Regions from separate parts of the Mus musculus genome. Here regions 1, 2 and 4 are each linked to region 3. A link is a contact called in public Hi-C and HiChIP or PLAC-seq data. All regions are on one chromosome and are shown on one strand. The core of a region is the stretch at or near the end of the contact, and the rest is flanking DNA. Distances in the headings are between cores, read along the strand shown.

The links. HiChIP or PLAC-seq counts read pairs in DNA pulled down with a chosen protein or histone mark. Hi-C and Micro-C count contacts between places; a contact is called where the count stands out from the background.
Region 1: a CTCF HiChIP or PLAC-seq map of the NIH/3T3 cell line shows a contact between it and region 3, with 5 read pairs. The contact joins two enhancer-like sites. A contact is called at or near these places in 1 of 15 datasets of contacts at CTCF or cohesin (the NIH/3T3 cell line) and 2 of 484 Hi-C or Micro-C datasets (adipose-derived mesenchymal stem cells and muscle stem cells).
Region 2: a contact with region 3 is called in a Hi-C map of adipose-derived mesenchymal stem cells, with 2.4 times the contacts expected there. The contact joins two enhancer-like sites. A contact is called at or near these places in 1 of 15 datasets of contacts at CTCF or cohesin (the NIH/3T3 cell line), 2 of 484 Hi-C or Micro-C datasets (the C2C12 cell line and adipose-derived mesenchymal stem cells) and 1 of 115 datasets of contacts at active chromatin or transcription factors (fibro-adipogenic progenitors).
Region 4: a contact with region 3 is called in a CTCF HiChIP or PLAC-seq map of the NIH/3T3 cell line, with 10 read pairs. The contact joins two enhancer-like sites. A contact is called at or near these places in 3 of 39 promoter capture datasets (cranial neural crest, embryonic stem cells and stem cell-derived epiblast-like cells) and 1 of 15 datasets of contacts at CTCF or cohesin (the NIH/3T3 cell line).

Annotation. Positions count from the first base shown.
Region 1 is chr12:9,838,106-9,840,805 of GRCm38.p6, forward strand. No RefSeq gene overlaps it. Among named protein-coding and RNA genes, the nearest start is that of Gm22845, 26 kb to the right of the region's middle. Within about 2 kb of position 1,281, at least 62 of the 459 cell types and tissues checked have an H3K27ac peak or open chromatin away from gene starts, as enhancers often do. A contact at or near this core is called in the NIH/3T3 cell line and muscle stem cells, where this site is marked.
Region 2 is chr12:10,588,328-10,591,027 of GRCm38.p6, forward strand. No RefSeq gene overlaps it. Among named protein-coding and RNA genes, the nearest start is that of Gm38407, 140 kb to the left of the region's middle. Within about 2 kb of position 1,329, at least 28 of the 459 cell types and tissues checked have an H3K27ac peak or open chromatin away from gene starts, as enhancers often do. A contact at or near this core is called in adipose-derived mesenchymal stem cells, where this site is marked.
Region 3 is chr12:10,328,245-10,330,944 of GRCm38.p6, forward strand. No RefSeq gene overlaps it. Among named protein-coding and RNA genes, the nearest start is that of Nt5c1b, 40 kb to the right of the region's middle. Within about 2 kb of position 1,332, at least 32 of the 459 cell types and tissues checked have an H3K27ac peak or open chromatin away from gene starts, as enhancers often do. A contact at or near this core is called in the NIH/3T3 cell line, adipose-derived mesenchymal stem cells and muscle stem cells, where this site is marked.
Region 4 is chr12:9,854,958-9,857,657 of GRCm38.p6, forward strand. No RefSeq gene overlaps it. Among named protein-coding and RNA genes, the nearest start is that of Gm22845, 9.1 kb to the right of the region's middle. Within about 2 kb of position 1,349, at least 38 of the 459 cell types and tissues checked have an H3K27ac peak or open chromatin away from gene starts, as enhancers often do. A contact at or near this core is called in the NIH/3T3 cell line, where this site is marked.

The DNA.
Region 1 (2,700 bases), core at 31-2,530, 490 kb before region 3:
GAGGACTGCCTGGTCTGACCTCAGTGGGAGAAGATGCTCCTAATCCTAGAGAGACTTGAGGCCCCGTGGGGTGGGAAGGTCTGGCAGGGACAGGAGGTGGTGACAGCCTTTTGAAGAAAGGTGTAGGGTGAACCAAGAGGGAAGAAATGACTGGAATATAAAAAAATAAAATAAAAAGAAAAGAAATTAAAAAATAGGGAGATGTTTGTAGTTTTGTACTGTCTTCTGAGCCTACCACACCAGGTTCTGACAAATAACTTCAAGCCTGTGTTCACACAGATGGCTCTTACAAATCTTGGTGGGTCAAAAAAAAAAAAAGACACAAATATAAGAGTGAGACATGTGGGAAGGTAGGTGGGGCAGAGGTGGCATGGAGGTAGGAGGGGGGAGTAGTCAGTATGGAATGTATCCATATGAATGTATCCATAGGTGAAATTGTGAAAATAAAGGAAAACTAAAGTATATAAAAATAAATTTTAAAAGGGAGAGAAAAAAAGGAAGAAAATCTTGTGAGCTTCATCCAGGGAATGTAAAAGTATACTTATTCTTAACACACAGTTTTTGATATTTGGTTCCAATAGTAATTTGTAATCAGATATGGTAATATTCTTGACAAAAGTTTTATAACCAAGTTGAACAGATTTCGTACAGCAAACATGTGTCTTACTGACCCCTCATACGTGCCAAAGTTATGGCAGTATATCATTCTTAGTGAAGGACCTTCTGTTGTGGCAAGGGTAATTGGTTCAAAACCTTGTGGGTAGATTAAAGCAGCTATAACCAGAATCGGAACTCAGTTCCACCGAGGCTCTATTTCCTACCAGCAGTTGGTGTGCAGTGGACTCTTTCTCTCTTCATTACAATCAATTCTTAACCCTCACATGGGCCCACTTTATATCTTTTTTCATAAAGTTTAAATCCTGCTAAATTCAAAGTGTTGAAATAAACTTATTTACTTCCAGACTTCTGAAAATTTTAAGATGGAATATTTGTGTGGCTGAGTTTTGATTATAAAAAAATTCTGTTGTAACAGACAGTCTCTAAAGTTCCTGCAAGCAAATTGGGAAGCCTTATAGTAAAATGTTCACAATATGAACAATTCAATCGATAGACAGGATTGAGACTCTCAGCCAAGCCATGCTCACATTGGCGAAAAGAACAGAGTATAATTAGCTGCCCTAGCAGGATCACAAGTCTCCTTTCCGGGGGAGCTCTGGAGAGAACAGCCTCAGGGTACACACAGCTGCAGGATTCTCATTCCTTTGGGCTGGCTCATCACATATGTGGCTTCATGATATTCAAACCTTGGGTCTCAAACAATCTTTTCCCATTTTCTTGCTATGTATGCTTGACTCAGTAGCTTTGTTTATTTTCTTAAAATATTTAATTTGGTTTGTGCTTCCTGGTGTGGCTTGGCTAGGTTTTTTCCTAAGGGCAGTCTTCTTGAATCTCCTTGTCATTCATAATGCCACACCTCCAGAAGGACTGCACACTTCCTAAGTGTTGGGCACTGGTACCATCCCATCTTCATCTGAGGGTTGAGGTTTCATGAATTGCTTCACTGGGTCCACAAATGCTTGAGATATGGTCCAAGTTATGATGACCCATGCCAAAAGAATCAACCTTCTCGTTTTTCAACCAAGTTTTCTGACCATTATTACTGAGGTTCTGATAGTCTTCACACTGACTTTTTCCAGGCTATGAGGCAGAGGGAGCGGCTCCCTTCACTGCTCCAACTCTAGAAGCAGCTTTAGTTCTACTTTACTTGCACCCAACAGCTTTTGTGTCCCCCCACCCAGAGGAAAAACATACAATTATTTCCCCAACATTTTCAACATTCCAAAGCAACTAGTCCTGGGGTTCCCTGTGTGCAAATGGCCATTGCTCTTTCTCGGAGCAGAACTACAGGCTGGAAGCTATTGGCTTTCTTAGCATCCCCTTCAAAGAAGGAAAATACCAGAGCCTCCTGAACCAACAGTGAGACATGTTTGACTAGCAATGATGAAATGTCTTCTATAAACACTCCCTAACTACTCTCCTTCTCTTTCCAGGACTGATTCACCACTGAAATATTTGTGTCACTCAAGTTCAAGTACATGAAACCAAATCCTTTGGTGTCGGTGGCTCTCAGTGCCACAGAGGGCAGCATGAACTTTACCAGGGAGGGTGGCCATTAAATAATCCAGAGCAAGCTGATGGCCTCTGACAAGCTTTCTAGCTCAACAGACAAAGTTGGGACCAGAACTTATTATGTCAGATCCGTGGCGCACACTGGGAACCCTTGTTGCACAGTCATTTCCTCTCAGATGTTTCTGGTTTTACTAATACAGAATGCGCATTGCCAATACAAGAAGAGTTAGACTCAATGCCCCCAAGATGCCATTAGCAGGCAGTGCAGTCTTGTGTTAATTCAGAGCCATCTACTTAAGACTTTGTGACCATAATTCAAGTTTACTTGAATTCTCCAAAAAGGCGATTTTAAAAATGCATTTTCAGAGGAATAAAGACTGCCAGGGAATATCAAGCATCCTCTGGGGTTTGGCTGAGAGAGAAACACTGAGAATGATAAAACAGAAGTGAGGAATAGATAGATCCTTCCATGTCCAAGGACAAACAGAAAACTTCTCTGTAAAGAAGTCTCCTGGGGAGTCTTCCCACTGTGAAATTACTGACCTTAGTGTCATGGTTATAGTTCGAAAG
Region 2 (2,700 bases), core at 79-2,578, 260 kb after region 3:
CTGAAATGATCCGGGTGCCCACCTCACAGAGTCTGAATCCCTCACTGGACTGTTCACTGGCTTGTCTTTCCAGATCCAGTCAAGTTGAAAGCAAGTTCAGCCACCACAGTCAGGAAGAGCAGAGGGACACTATCCTAACTCATGGCTTTCCTCTTCACACAGGTGGGGACATGCATCACTTGGAGATCACAGGAGCAGTGGCCCTCTCCCACAGGTGATGCTGCCCGGCTGGAAAGAAACAGACAACGTAAAAGGACACCCAGAAGCTTATTTGCATCATTTACCAGCGATGGAGTTGTCTGAAGAGCCACTTTGTAGGAACAACCTCAACTGCTAGGAGAGTCATGAAAAAAGCTGAGTCAACTGTCAAGGAATAATAAAGCCATGACTTCTTTTCACGCTTACTTATAATTCTAAGAATATTTATGATTTATTATTATTAAAGCCACTGACCTCCTTCTATATTTTTAAATGACTTACATTATCTAAGACTCTAAGGCTTCCTATAGATCTTTGGGAATGCTTTAACATACTATCCATATATTATTTATGGATCACAACGCTTAATGCTATGATGTCGTTCAGTGTTTATGTCTACTCTCACCTGACCTTTGTTGTGATGCTACTTTTCCCAATGCATAAATGATAAACGTTTGCTTTAAAATTGAGGTCTATTTAGAAAACAAATAACTTCAAAAGCTAAGCAAGAAAAGTGCAATCAAATAGCAGATGTCACAGAAGCAGTGGAGTTAGTGGCGGGATGTCTGAAGTTTGAGGTGTGGTGGTTCAAGGCAGTTCAAGTCCTAGCACCCATGGCAACCAGAGGGGTGTGTGTGAGCATCTACACCTTCCCATTATTGCAGACTGCTGCACCAGACTATCTATTTACATTTTCAAAGGGATAACTAGCTAAAGAAAATGCTTGTCTCAAACAAGTAATAATGAATTGAAACACACACACAGAAGTATGAAGAAAATACCAGGTGTTCTCCCACTGTGTTTCAGTGTGCAATGGGGCCCATTCTGACTTAATCTTTACAATACCTATGTGTTTGAAGTGAATAGACCAGAGGCCTGAGTCAGGCCATGGTGCCAAAAGTCACTTTATGCAGCTATCAAAAAAGGCAAAATAGAAAATTCAACAACTGAACTAGGGCGAGGTGGGAGTCTAAATTTGTCTAAGATTCTCGTTTTTCTAATGCCCCCAGAGGGACATTAGGGCATAGGTGTGTCTCCTTTAGATTTGTGAAGCAACAGTTGGGTGCGGCGGCCTGTATGAGTCAGGGAGGCAGTTAGACCTCTGAGACCCTGCAGCAGATCCGTGAGCAAATCCACTAGTAAACAGTACGTAAATATTGGCTACAGTCGGCTATTGTGGTTATCTTGTGGCTGAACTGACTCATTGAGATTTTTCGCTTCTCACTTCATCGGACCTTCCATGAATTGCAACAGGATTTCAATAGGTCCCAGACGCTTAAGGATGCTTCAGAGCATTAGTTACACTAGCAAATGCTGCCATCTAGTGGCTAATTCCCATCACTGCATGTTCATTCCACTCAGTACTCCATACTGCAAATTCTATGGCAGTTAGGAGACCCAGACTTTCTGTTCATTTGGCTCCCTGGCCCAGCCATCCAGTTGTCCCTCAGCAGTCGCCCTCAGCTTTCTTGGCTGTCTTTGCGCCTTGAGGTCACGCAGTCCCTTATCCTTCATCGTTCATACTCTCTGCTCCCCATCATTCAGGGTCCAAACCTGTGGTGTTTACTTCCTGGATGTCTATAGGCATAGAGGCAAATCTCACAATACCTTTCTTGCTTTCTGTTGTTTCTTGCTTTTTGTTTACATATAAAATTAACCAGACTCCATTATTTCTTGCAATACCCAACACAAGCCCACACATGAATGAAGCAAAATAATTACTCGATGATTTAACACCCCCTGCTTCCCTACCCCACCCCACCTCTCATCCACTTTGAATTTTTTGAGACAGGGTCTCTCTGTGTTGCCTTGGGTGTCCTTGAACTCACTATGTAGACCTAGCTGGCCTCATAGTATGAGATCCACCTGCCTCTGCCTCCAGAGTACTGGTATAACTCTATTTGGACATTTGTGCAGAAATCACCTTTCGTAATTGTGTGGTTGACTGCACACAGTTAAACAAGTCTACATTCCAGCATGCATGGAGGCTGAGCACAGGAGTTCCAACTCCTGGACTAGGAGCTACAACAATTAGTTGGTGGTTGTTAGGAGAGGGTGAGCCGATTCTCTTTAGGGGTGTGGTACCTGGTAAGGTAACCTTCTTCCAACTGAGGCCCCAAAACCATGCCTTCATAAACAGGCAACACTAAGGTAGAACTAATTAACTCTATGTGTAGCTGAAAACAGGAACAAACATCAAGTTGGAAGGTGATGGGGGCGTGTTCTGGAAGGCAGAAACTATGAAGTGAATATGATCAAGATAATTGTACACATGTAGGAGACTATCGTGGACAACATTTTAAAACAGTATACTTCTTTTAGATTAATAAAATATTTTATTGAATTTCAGGAGCTTGGCATTTAAAAAATTCTGAGTTTTTGCACACAGGTCAGAACTCTGCTTACTCTAGAAGAGCAGATATGATTGCCACTTCTGTTATTGTGTCACACAGTGTAGAAACCCCAAATCCTGATGCTCCCCAACCCCTTCTGAACTGCTAC
Region 3 (2,700 bases), core at 82-2,581:
TTTTTCAAGATAGGATTTTTCTGTGTAGCCCTGTAGACCAGGCTGGCCTTGAATTCAGAGATTCACCTACCTCACCTTCTGAGTGCCGGGATTAAAGGCATGTGCCACCACAGTGCAGCATCTTTCCCTATTTCTAAGTTGCAGCACTCAAAGGATAGTTTATATTAGCTTGGAATTCTAAGACTAAAGTTAAATTGAGGATTACAAAATATCAGCTCTGGACATTAGCTCATATTCTCTCTCTCTCTCTCTCTCTCTCTCTCTCTCTCTCTCTCTCTCTCTCTCTCTCTCTCAGTTTTCCTCAGTCTGTAGCCCTTTAAACTCTAAACAGTAGGATTATATGCTGTGCCTAATGACATTGGCTTGTAACAAATTGAAGACTGCCTGGGCTATAGGGTAAGAACAACAAAGCCTCACTAAAATCGTAAAAGGGATGAGTATATATTTTAGTGATACAGTCCTTGCCTAGAACACATAATAACCTGAGGTTGATCCTCAGTACTACTGAAAGAAACAAACTGTATTATTAAGACACAATGCAATACTTAAGAGACTGAAATGTTACAGAAGAAATACATAGTCAAATTGAGGCCAATTTGTACACATCCATTATTATGTTTGACCAATTGATTTTTACAGTGTCTAATCAACTTAGACTCAGGGAACAGAGTCCAAGATTCCAGATTGAATTAATTTACAAGATTTGCCTTAAGCCTACTTCCTCTTAAGACTGTCCTCCCTTCCTTCTAGATTCTAGTATCACTGGGTTCATGAACTCAAATGATCATTTATGATAATATATCATACTTTTCAACCAACAATGTTAATGTAAATAAGCAAAAGCAAATTATTTGCTAAAATATAACCAAAGGTTATTATTTTTATGATATCTAGCCTACAATATACTAGAATTCGTGGCATAAGATGTAGAATTCATGAGTTAAGAAACTTTTCACATTAAACAGGGTTACCTGCATTTTGAAGAAGAAAGGTAAAATAGAAAATAAAAAGAATTTATTTATTATTTCAGTATTTCCTGAAACAAAAATATTAATAGAGATGTACAATTATATTTCATTTTTCAAGTGAAAAAAAGTAGGAAAAATACTGTTAATCTAAATTGAATTTGGTAGTATACAAAACTACCTCATTCAGTACAGGGCTTTTTAAAACACACGAGTTGATACTCTTGCATATGTCTAACCTTAATAACATTAATGCCTTTAAAGTAGGAAAGCTGACAGGAAGAAACTTTCTAGCTCTGAGTCTACTCAGTTTAGGGTGACTCAGGATACTTGCTTAACCTCATCTTCTTCTCGGAAGCTCTCGTAGCCCATAGCCTAACCACACAATGTATTACTCATATCCATTCTCCTGAAAGCAACAGAAATAGAATTATCTTTCTAGTGAAAGTAACTACCTCTTCTTCCATCTTATTCAATTAAATCCAATGTCCTTACAGGCTGTGTCACTACTAAAGTATTTCTGGGTACTCCCTTCAAACTGTCAGTGGTGAGAGCAAGCTGCAAACAATGAGCATAGTATTTAACTCAGGCTGTCAACATTCCCTGAAACTTAGTGACTTCCAATAGTAATAATTTCCAATTAGATTGGCATGAACTCCACCAGTATGGTAGTTAGGGAAATGACCAAAGTTACTCACAGTGACTTCATGAAACTTTGACCCTATGAGTTATAATATCTCAGTAATTATAACTACTAAAAAGCTATAAATATCATTCTCATTTTACAGGATTTAATGCTAACATTGGATTGCACCATGTGGTTTTACTGAGTTCCAAAATCTTGGTTGTATTTCTCTCTTTCTTCACTCCCAATAATACACAACACACAAGTAGTTACTTTGATGAAAACAGAAATAAGTTGCATAAGCAATGCCATATCGATAATATAACTTAAAATTCCCTTTCAACTCTCATCACTGAGATGGATCCATGGAATGGTAGACAGAATCCATGAAGCAGGAGCTCAATGGATTCTCTGTTGGAAATGACGTCATTCTGCCACGTATCTGTCACTAATTGTGAGACCCTCTGAACCCCCAAGCTCATCATGATAGCAGATTGCTCATGCATTTGCCACTTCTGGCTAGAATGCTTATCTGGGAAGTAAAATTACTTTGAGATCACAGACTTAGGAATAGAAGGATATCTGGAGGTTGACTGTTCTGTCAAAAATTCTTTATAGTAATTTGAGATCCTTTTATGCATATTTAAAGTATCCACTGAACAAGTCTCCTATAGTTTTATTGAAAAGAGAAGAAAGTGATATAAACCCATTTTTTTAAAATGAGTTACAATAAAGTTTTAAAGTAATCTGAATGTGGTAATAAGCTTAAACCTTGGAGACAGACAGACAGACAGACAGAGCTGGAAACTGTTCTTACATTGATACTTAACATTTATGGCACAGGTAGGCATTTACTCCAAATTAAATGAGGCTTGGTCTTTATAACACAGGCATACAATATCTACTTCATAGAATTGTAGTACTTATGAAATAAGAATATAATATCTGCTTTATAGCATTACTATGACAACTAAATGAAATAATCAATGTCCAGTTTACTCACAAAATGTACTGTTATTCTCCTGTGAACTAAGAAAGACACTATGAAACCATAGTCATTACTGAGTATGACTTCGAGGTCTTCAGACTCTCTTCCATATTTCCCTCAGT
Region 4 (2,700 bases), core at 99-2,598, 470 kb before region 3:
TTAAGTTCACTTTCCTAAAGACCTTTTAGCTACATAGTACTTTTTTTCAAATCATATAATTAGAATTCTGTCCTTTGACTTTTTCCAAACCTGACTTTTTTTAAAAGTCCTTGTCCATGCTCTGTTGTGAGGTAAAATACTTTGTCCCACTTTCTAAGTTGTAAATACTTACCACTCTTGAGGTAACTGTTATTGATATCATCAGGAAGGTCCTCAGAGGCTGGGCTGGTAGGTAAGAGCCATCATGCCACTCACTATAGATGGCAGAGCTATAACCAGAATCTAGTTTTTTTCCCCCAAATTTTGTTTATTATCTCCTTTCTGTGCTTCTAATAGGTTCATAAAATGTCATTTTCCCCAGTATCAACCTAGAAGTCCAGAACATGGATATTAACAGAGTTTATTCCTACCTTAAGTTTGCCCCCTACACTTGCACTGCTGCCAACTGTAAGGAAGGGAAGAGAGAGTGGCCAGTTACTAAATGAAAGAAGTCTGGGAAACAAAAATCATGTTCACAGAAGTGAGGCCCCCTCACTCCTGCATTTGATAGTTACTAAAGAGGACAAGGTAAGATTGCTCAACTCCAGATCTTAGAATCCCCATGAATTTCACTACCTTACATAAGACTAGCTCCCAGAAGCAAAGTTTTAGGGAAGACAATTATTCTAAAGGATGCCAGGGCATAGTGGTTGGAGGATTTTCCTGTACTGTGGCCCGAGACTTGTTCAGTCAAGTAGAAACAAACTGTAATCCTGAGGTTTTTTTTTTTTTTTGTAGGACTCACAGCCAGTCTTTTATTATTTTAAGAACACTTGGTTGCTATCCTTAGATATGGAGGTGGGGATAGGGAAAGCCTAGGGCTCAGGGAAACAGACACATTCTTCTAGAAATAACAACTTTGTTCTGTACACAGGAGTGTGGTCCCCGGGGCAGTGCTACTACATTCCAGGGCTCTACCCAGGTTGATGAATAGACACAATTTCATCTCATTAGTTATTGACACAGAGTGGAGACTCCGTCCATTATGCACCTAGTATAACCTTTAAGGAGAAGATCCCACCAATGACCTGAGAAAGTGGCATTTGGTCTGAGTAATAGGTCAACACACCTGCACTGAGCCTTGTGAGCTGTGCTTAGACTTCCTCACCTTTCAGTGTGTGTCCCTGATGGGTGCCCCATAGCAAGAATGTGAACCTCCCCCTGGAACATCTGTGATTGCCCAACTGAGCTTAGCCATGTTCTAAGAAGTCAGTACTGAGTACTTTCAATAAAACAGAGCTATGTCCTCGAGCTGTAAATGCCTCCCAAAGACAATCAGACAGAACTGCATTGTTTCAGGGAGAAAGCCTCCTTACATAGTGGTCATATTGTGGTTACTGGGAGCTTGGTGACTAATCCACACAGAGGATGTACAGGAGAGAGGGGCTGGCATCTTTCCAGTGGATGGTGATGCTCTTAGATTAGGATTTGCATTGCTTTGCGTGCGCGCGCGCGCGTGCACACACACACACACACACACACACACACACACCCCAAACACAAGCTTTCATTGTGAAGTTTCTTGGCACCCTTGTGTTCCCAGTGTGAATTGGCTTGTGAGTAGAGATCTCCTCTTTTTGTCTGGGGGAAATTGTGTTATGGAAACTTGAATGATTCCTACAATACAAAAATGCACAGTGTGAATTGGTAGGATTGCCCAGTGGATAAAGGGGTTTGGTGCCAAGCCTGATGACTTGAGTTTGGTTATGTGGAACTTACATGAAAGAGGGAAAGAGCTGAGTCTTGCAAGTTGTCCTCAGACTTCCACATATGCACCAGGACATGCATGTACTTAATATAGAAACACACACACATACACTAACACTAACACACACAAACACATACACACACTAACACACACACACACAGTGGGCGTTACAAGAAAAGACTTTACACTGTACTATCTACATTTGCACTTCCAAAAATGTATACTGTGTACTTTACATATCAAAAACAGAATATTAGACAATAGGTTCTTGGGACATCATCATCTTTGGATATTGATCAACGAGTATGTACTTAGTATATAGTCTCAATTATTTTATGGGTAATATCTACAAATCTCTGTTTGGATCCTGAATAGCCTAGTTGATTCACATTAGTGCACTAGGATATTTTGCATCACTTTATTGCTAAGGTGAAAGAGAATTGTATTGGAAACAACGTTGCTTAAACAGAACTGAAAGAGTGATATAAAAGAGGCTGATGGATAAGTGCTGGTACTTAGCTGGTTCTGAATCTTAGACACCTTCTCTGTGTCTCTGTCCTCTAATCATGGAAGACTTCTCTGGAGAGTACTCCATGAGATATGTATGTAAGTTCTTCTTACTCATCTGTCTTGTCCTGTATGCTGACAGATTGGCATAAGATGGCACTCTGAGTTTGGACAATTATGAATTTTTTTCTAAATATTATCCCCAAAATTGGTGGTCTCTCAAGTTACTACAGAACACTGGGTGAGTTGATTAAAGGAAAGGTAAATGGGTGGGGATGGTCCAGGGCTAATTAGGGATTCAGTTAATGATTCAAATGTAATCATAGGCAGTGGGCATAGCTAATGAGTGTTGGGCTTTATACTTTTTATTGTCTATTTTTATAATTCTTAACAAGATGTCTGTGTATGTACATGAGAGTGCAGCTACATACTGAGGCCAGAGGTGT